2 separate regions of the Pan troglodytes genome follow, and region 2 is linked to region 1. The links are chromatin contacts, called in public HiChIP or PLAC-seq maps. All regions are on one chromosome and are shown on one strand. The core of a region is the stretch at or near the end of the contact, and the rest is flanking DNA. Distances in the headings are between cores, read along the strand shown. Region 1 holds the start of AK9 (adenylate kinase 9). Region 2 holds the start of METTL24 (methyltransferase like 24).

Region 1 (3,713 bases), core at 1,149-3,648:
TTTCTCCCAGCACCTACACTGTTTTTGGCAGTACTCTGAGAGGGTTCTCAAACCTGTTATCTCTTTCCTGCTTTTCCAGAAGCTGGATACCATGCAATGGCTCCCCTAGCATCCCTCTGATAAATTTACCTTTTGTCTCTAAGCTGGCCAGAGTTAGTTTCCATTACTTAGGCGGTTGAGAGGGGTCACAGCTGAGTTCTGGAACACACCTCTATCTCTTTGTGTTAAAGCTCCTTAATCCACATCTATTGAGAGACTACTGTTTGCAAGGCATGACCAGATATGTGCTGTGAGGATCAGCAAGGTTTTGACAGGAAAAGAGGGGGTGTGGCATTAAGAGAATAGAGAACAGCAGAAAAACACAGGGCAGATATAGGGAACTGAAAGCAATACAGTTTTACTGCAGAATAAGGCATATGAAGGCACATGGTTGATCCTCAATAAATGTTTCATTAATTGACATTAAATTAGATGTAAAGCTAGATAGACAAGTTGAGGACAAATAATACATGGCTTTGAATGCCAAACTAAGGGATTCAGAGTTTACTTTCTTCAGAATTGGGACCACTGAAGATTTCTGAGCAGAAGAGCCCTATAATATGAATTGTGCTTTCTGAACACTAATATCTCACGCAGTCCTCATGAGTGATCAGCTTTTTAATGGGCTGAAATTTGTGTTTTATTTACGGCCAGATGCGGTGGCTCATGCCTGTAACCCCAACACTTTGGGAGGCTGAAGCCAGGAGTTTTAGACCAGCCTGGCCAACATGGAGAATCCCTGTCTTTTATTAAAAACACAAGAATTAGCCGGTCATGGTGTCACATTCCTGTAATCCTAGCTACTTGGGAGGCTGGGGTGCGAGAATTTCTTGAACCTGGGAAGCAGAGGTTGCAGTGAGTGAGCCGAGATAGCACCACTGCACTCCAGCCTGGGTGACAGAGCAAGACTCTGTCTCAAAGGGAAAAAAAAAGTTATTTATGTTTCTAATGAGGGAAATTTAGCAGCATATTTTACAGAAAATAGGTTTCATTTCAATGACAAATGATACTTCTTTATGGCTCTCATTAGAGAACTGAAAATACTTGCAAATACAGTATATTTGATAATTTCATTTTCTGCTCTAGATCTAATCAAAGTTGTCAGCAAAATTAATTTAAGGTCAACAATTCTCTACTCATGTTAACCTGAGGGAGAGGTTATTGTGCTATTAGGACTATGTTATAACTGAGAAACTGTTAAATGCCTTCTCATACTCCTCTAATGGAGACAACCCAAGTTTCAGAGAAACAATTTATAAAGCACTCTATAACATAGTGAAGAGCATTATGCAAATATCTGGCATATGCAATCTTGTTAGCATGAAATGGGTAATATTAAACACAGTCCCTAATATCACTGTGGCACCCCAATTTAGAAGAGCTATACTGTACCAACTTTGCTTTCCACCCACAGAAAGGACCAAGTATGAAGTTCTATAAACACCATTCCCCCTTAATTGAGGAACTGGTAATCGAAATACAAACTGATCTGCTTATTCACTATTTACATGGCCATTCAAAGTAATAAAATTTTAAAAGTAAATGTTATGTTGAAAAAAGTCAAGTGAAAAGCAAGATGTTATCCAAACAAATTAGCTGTCTTTAAACAAAGTAAGTTTTCCTTTCCTTTCAAATAAGAAAAAAAGAGAACCAAAAAGTTCAGCAATAGAAGTGTAATTCACATGAATCGCAGTGATGGTATACCATGGAATAGGAAAAAATAAGTTACAAGTCATAGTTCAAATTTTTTTCATACCCCTGCCTGTACTGTAACTTGTGAACTCTAGAACTTTAACAGACTTTCTGAAAGCTGAAAAGAATCCAGTAACTCGTACAGAGAACCTCATGAACAGTTCCTCAGGTACCACAAGCACCTGTTTCCAGCGTGTTCCAGCCATGGCTTGTAAGTGGACCTGCAAATGCTGCAATGTCCAGGGTACCAAAATAGGGTAAAGGCGCCCAGGCACAGCTCAAGGGAGCTAGCTTACCCCAAGGCTGTGTTTGACAGGGATTTGGGAACTGGAGAGGAAGGAGGAGGAGGCAGAGTACAGCCTCTGTCCTACGGCCCCACACCCACCGGCAGACATCCATCCTCCCGCCTGCGCCCTGCCGCGAGGGGGTACTCACAGCTCTAGTCTCATACAGAACCAGCTTCTGGACCGAGCTGATGATGGGGGCGGCGGCCGTGGGCATGGCGGCGGCAAATGGGGGCCCCACAACAGGGCACGAGCCACCGGACCGCCCCAGGAGACTCGGCGAGAAAACCCCTCAGGCCCTGGACATCAAGTCCAGCCAGGAACAACACCCATTAGGCACTAAACCTATAGATGATCAGGTGTTTCCGGATCCCTGCGCCCCGCCTCCAGGCAAGCCCCGCCCCTCACGGCGGGAGCGGGGCTGGAGGACGTATCATAGAGAGGTCGGGTAGAGGCTCCCGGGACCTGCGTGCTGCCGAGAGAGGAAGCGAAGGGCACCATCTTTGGTAAGGACTGGAGGAAAACATGGGCGGAGAAAAAGTCGACGGATTAATTGAGTCTATTTATCTCCTCCCTCTCTTTGGAAAAAAGCGGAAGGTTTGGGATTGGGTAGCTTCTTTTGAAAAGGGTTCTCCGAGTTGCAGGATAGATCCCTGTGTTTTCCCTGCCTGCTGCGGCCCATTTTCCTGGAAGCCGGCCCTCTGACGGTCCTTCACTGAGTGTCAGTTTTCCCCTCACCTCTAATCCATGTTGTACCTACGCTGTGTGGCCCAAGAAATTGTTTTAAAATCACCTAAAGCTGGAAAGTGTGGCTTTGCCACACGTTTGTGCCTGAGGCTAGCCACTTGAAGTTGTCGACAGAGACTAGCGCAGTGTGGCGGAGCCGCGCTTGAAAGGAGGTTTCTTCATTTCATGTGTGCGACATAAATGGGCATGCGCGTACCCTCTCTTCCATAGTTGTGAAAATGAGTGTATTATAATTATGAATGCCAAATTAGGTACAAAAGTGACTATTTCGAATTGGAAAAGAAATGACAAAGAACTACAGCCCCGCCTCCCGAGGCCCCGCCCCCCCCCGAGCAGAAGGTGCGCGGCGGCCAGAGGTCTCCCCGGCAACCGCCCGACAGCCCCGCGGAGTCCCTGGAGGCAGTTGCTTCCCTGAGGAGGGTCCGGCTGCGGCCAGGTAAGGAGCCTTCCGGCGGCCCGCTGGGTCGTGGTCCGCCCTGGAGGCATCTTGGTATCTGTTGCACGGAACCCCGCCTCCTGCGGGGACCCCCAGACCAGCTTCTTTTCTTGCAAAACGGTCTCTTTGTAAATCCACTTTTTAAAACCACGTCTCCTTTCAACGACTGAAGTATTTATTCCACAAATATTTACTGAACACCTACTGCAAGAGTATAAGTTGTAGGGGAGAGGCAGCTATCCTATCTTAGGCGGCAATTTTAGGTTTCCCAGGAAACCTCTAAACCTCAGAAACCTCTGCTAGAGGGCTTCTCAACTGCTAAGTGTAAGGAAACTTTAAAAAAAATTTATAGAATTATAGCATACCCAGATAACATTCATGTAATACCAAAGATCATATTGTAAATTAAAATTTGAGAAATTACAAAAATTTTAAAGAAATACTTAAGTCTATGTTATTTTGCGCTTCTTTCCCCCTGTAGTTTGGTACTCCTTTTATTAAGAACTAGAAAGATG
Region 2 (3,867 bases), core at 1,282-3,781, 670 kb before region 1:
TGTTTAATTAACCAGCCTATGACACAGCGGTTAATGATTATCTGCATTTTTGAGACGCATCCAGAAAGGACTGAGACAAGTTCAACTTTATAAGAAAAGCAAAGGTCGTGAATGAAAGATTGCTTGTCAGCTACAACAGTGATCCATTAGATTTGCCTCTTCAGTCCACAGACTGACCCATTTTACTATTCATTATCATCCACCACACAGGAAAATACTGTGTGGAAGTTAAAAATAGATTTCTTCCAGAAAATTGATGCTACATACATATAAACAGTTCTTTTTTATTAGTAATAAACACATAGACATAAACACAACTGCAAAATATAAAAGGCTATTTAAATATTCCATGTAATTTGAATTTTTTTCCATAATGAAAACATTTTATTAGAGAACTGTAGAAATGAGATAAAGGAAAATATGAGGTCATCCTGCCCATTCTCTTCAAGAACTACACTGTTTTGTATGCACCCCCACTCCAACCTCCACCCCCAGCCCAGAGTCTTATTAAATATCCCCATTTTAATAATATAGGAGAGTGCTTATGCTTCCCCACCCACCCCCAGAGAGAAACTCAACAGAGGAGCAGAGGGTACGCACTAGTGGCACCACGATCTTCAAAATATGACTTCTCTAGTTAGCGGCACTATGTTGACTGCATAGAAAATAAAACTTCCAGCAAAGTCTACATCAGACACTACCAATCCAGGTTTATCAAGCACCCTACAAACTCTGTCTTAAAGAGCCTTATACAACTTAACAGAGTTCGTTTCTTGATGATTGTTATTTTCTTGAAATTATTGGGTACTCTGAATTCCAGAGAATACTGTATAAATTATTTGTAAATTTCCTTATACTTTATCTTTGCCCACTTTGGAATCAATGCTTACTTTTTGTTTTTCATGACAACATCCAGGATTTTCTTCAATGCTAAATAACAAAATAATTACTATTGAGATCCTTCTGTGAGCCAGGTATTATTTGGGCATGAAACATATAATATTTTATGCAACATTTATAATCCTGCCATATATATAGATCTGTTTATTCATGGGAAAACGGAAACTCAGAGAAGTCCAGTACTTTGTTGAAAGTCTCATAGTGCTTGAACAGCAGGGTCCTGGTTCAAACACAGTTCAAGTAAATAGTCACAGGATGTGAGGCTGGCTCTCAGTTTGTGTAAGGAAAAACTCGTACTTGTTTAAATTTGTTAAAATAGAACCCATCTGCAATATCCCCTGGACTCATCTAAGAAAAAAGCAAAAGTCAATCCTAATGGAACGTTCAGGAGCCTGAAGATCTGGTGTGGCCAGGGGGTGGACTAGACTGGGTGGAGATATTTTGTTAAATGTAGAGAAACAGCCCAAGTGCTTTGTTCACTAGCAGGGAATAAATTGGGTCTTTCTTAAGCCAGGAAGGGAAGAGGATTTTAGAGACGAGGGCTCCCTACGGAAAATACCCAACATTCAAAAGGGCAGGGGGGTAGGGCCCCATATTTGTTCTCTCTTGTCCATGCTGTAGGCTGTTACGGGGGAAGAGGATAGGTCTGCAGGCGCAGTCTCCCATGGAAGCATGGAAAATGCAAGAGTAAAGCAAGGAAAAAAAGAAAAGTGATTACAGCTTAAAAAAATCTAAACCCAAACTCAAACCTAAAACCCAAACCCACCCCAAATGGGTTGTGGGAAAGGATTCTACTAACAATTGAAAATGGAACATCCACCACTGGACTTCAGGCTGTGAGAGTTCAGTCTGATTAATTAAGGTCAAGGTGGTGATGGAAATACCAGCTGGGGAGCATTTTGCCGAAAGATAAATTTGTCCCTCTGTATTTCTGCGAGACAGCAGGGAGGTGTGTGTTTGGAGCTAAATTAATTTGATTTACATCATGCCATGGTAACTTCTGTTCTCTCTCCCCCCTCCTCACCAACCCGCTGTCAGATGTCTTAGCTGGCTTTTTCCCTCTTCTTCTTCACCCCCACACATTTCATAACACGGAAAGAAAGCACGAATTGGCTTCAGGCAGAATTTAGACATAGAATAACTCTAATTTGATTATTCTGCATTGAGTGCTATTCTCTTCGCCCCCCAATCCCTTTCTTTCTTGAGAGAGAGAGAGAAGTTGTAAGCCCGGGCATAAGTGCTATTTATTTTTATATTGTGCTTAATGGTGCAAACTGCTTGACTGTTCCTTGTATGCTCACCTACCCTCCTCCTGTGTTTCTCCAACAACACTAATACCAGAAAATGAAGTTATGGCCCGGGATCCCGTTAGGAATGCGCTTTTTCTGGCCCTATGTCTTTCAGCTCCGTCAGGCTTTGGAGGCCGGGGCGGAGGGCACCTCTTGAGGGACCCTGCACAGCCGGGCCCTGGCACCTCCGGAGGGGCGGAGAGGGCCCCCTGTGACCGCGTTCGGCCCACCACCGTTCCAGCGGCGGTGCGCGCTCGGCAGGGCAGGATAAGGTTACGCTGGGGCTTCCTCGGTCGGGAGGGAGGGAGGCGGGTCCGAGCCCGCACCCCGGCCCGCGGGGGAGTTCCCACAGTTGGCCGCTCCGGCCTGTGGGGCTACATCCCTGCTGCCGGCCAGGCGCGGCCCGCGGGACCCCGAGTGTAGCGCCATGGCCCGGGAGAGGCCGCCCGGGAGGGGCTGCGGCGTCCTGCGCCGGTGTCTACTCGGGGCCGCGCTGTTGCTCGGCCTGCGGCTCTGCGCAGAGCTGCGGCGCGCCGGGCCCGGGTCCCCCACCCGCAGCGCCCCGCCGGGCCCGGCCTGGCGGCCACCTGGGCCGCACCTGCCGCCCGCGCCGGGCCAGCCGCGCGGCGCCAGCAGGAGGCAGGTGACCTACGTGCGCAGCGGTCGCCGGGCGCCGCCGGGGGGCGGCGGGAGCGGGACGCCGGAGCCTGGCTGCTGTGCCCCGCGCGGGCGCCCCCGCCGGAAGGTCAGTTGCAAAGCGGTCGGTCTTGGGCCTGGGACCAGAAGCCCCCTCCCGACCGCGCTACGGAGCCCGGCGCTCAGGTCCCGCAGGCCGCCTCGCTGGGACCTCCGGAGGCTTCCGCTTCTTCTCTTCCCCCTGTGCTCTCTTAGGCGGCTCCACGGGTCGCATCTTTCAGTGCCCAGATAGACTGAAGTGCGGCCAAGCGGAGTTCATTCACTATTCAGCCAGTACTTGGGCGTCGCCGTGGCCGGGCGCCCTTCTAGGCTCCGCGCATCCCGTGAAGAAGGACGGAGCCCTGTTCTCACGGAGGGTACACTTTAGTAGGGGAGTGTTTGCGTGATAGGCAGGGAAAGGGAAAGGAAGGCGTTGTGGCTGCCATTGATGTGCTGTGCTGCTCCCAGCCTTCTGCTTAAGGCCTGGACAGAGTTGGGTGGGTATCGCCGTGAATGGCCTATCCACGCCACTGCCTTCATCTCGCTGAAGATCCACCAGCTGGCCGAATTTCCCTGGAGTCTCATTCCAGGCGTTGGCTGGGGGCTGGGAGGCTGGCGCCAGCTGAGAAGCCGAGCACCCAGCCCCACTTAATGAGAAGTTAATTGGATCCTCGAGGACCCAAGTAATAACCTGGGTTTGTCTTATAACTCTCGACCGTGTTGTGCCTCCTACCTCATTAACTTCTTGGCTTACACCTCATTGATTAGTCCATTTTTAGCCTCTGATTGTTAAGGTTTTGGGCTCATCTCCTTTCTGGAGCTCGGTAATTTGCGTCGTACATGGAAATGAAAAGAACTACAGGTATGAGCTCTCCTCATCCTTTTACCCATCAACTCCTGCTTTCCAGCCTCAACCACGTTCTCCAAAGCAACTACTTTCCGTTGCCCGGCTGTTCCTCGTTTCTTTTAGACATCCACCCCAACCTCCACCCCGCTTCCCATC

What was found. HiChIP or PLAC-seq counts read pairs in DNA pulled down with a chosen protein or histone mark.
Region 2: an H3K4me3 HiChIP or PLAC-seq map of stem cell-derived excitatory neurons shows a contact between it and region 1, with 9 times the contacts expected there. The contact joins the promoter of METTL24 here to the promoter of AK9 in region 1. A contact is called at or near these places in 1 of 1 datasets of contacts at active chromatin or transcription factors (stem cell-derived excitatory neurons) and 1 of 1 other capture datasets (stem cell-derived neural stem cells).

The regions. Positions count from the first base shown.
Region 1 is chr5:121,605,178-121,608,890 of NHGRI_mPanTro3-v2.0_pri, reverse strand. AK9 (adenylate kinase 9) reads left to right here and starts at 2,398. Exons shown (of 41, transcript XM_016956141.4): 1 at 2,398-2,521. FIG4 (FIG4 phosphoinositide 5-phosphatase) reads right to left here and starts at 3,248. Exons shown (of 24, transcript NM_001114624.2): 1 at 3,062-3,248; 2 at 2,167-2,306. The coding sequence starts at 3,248.
Region 2 is chr5:122,275,623-122,279,489 of NHGRI_mPanTro3-v2.0_pri, reverse strand. It overlaps METTL24 (methyltransferase like 24), which reads left to right and starts at 2,531. Exons shown (of 7, transcript XM_016956145.3): 1 at 2,531-2,934. The coding sequence starts at 2,617.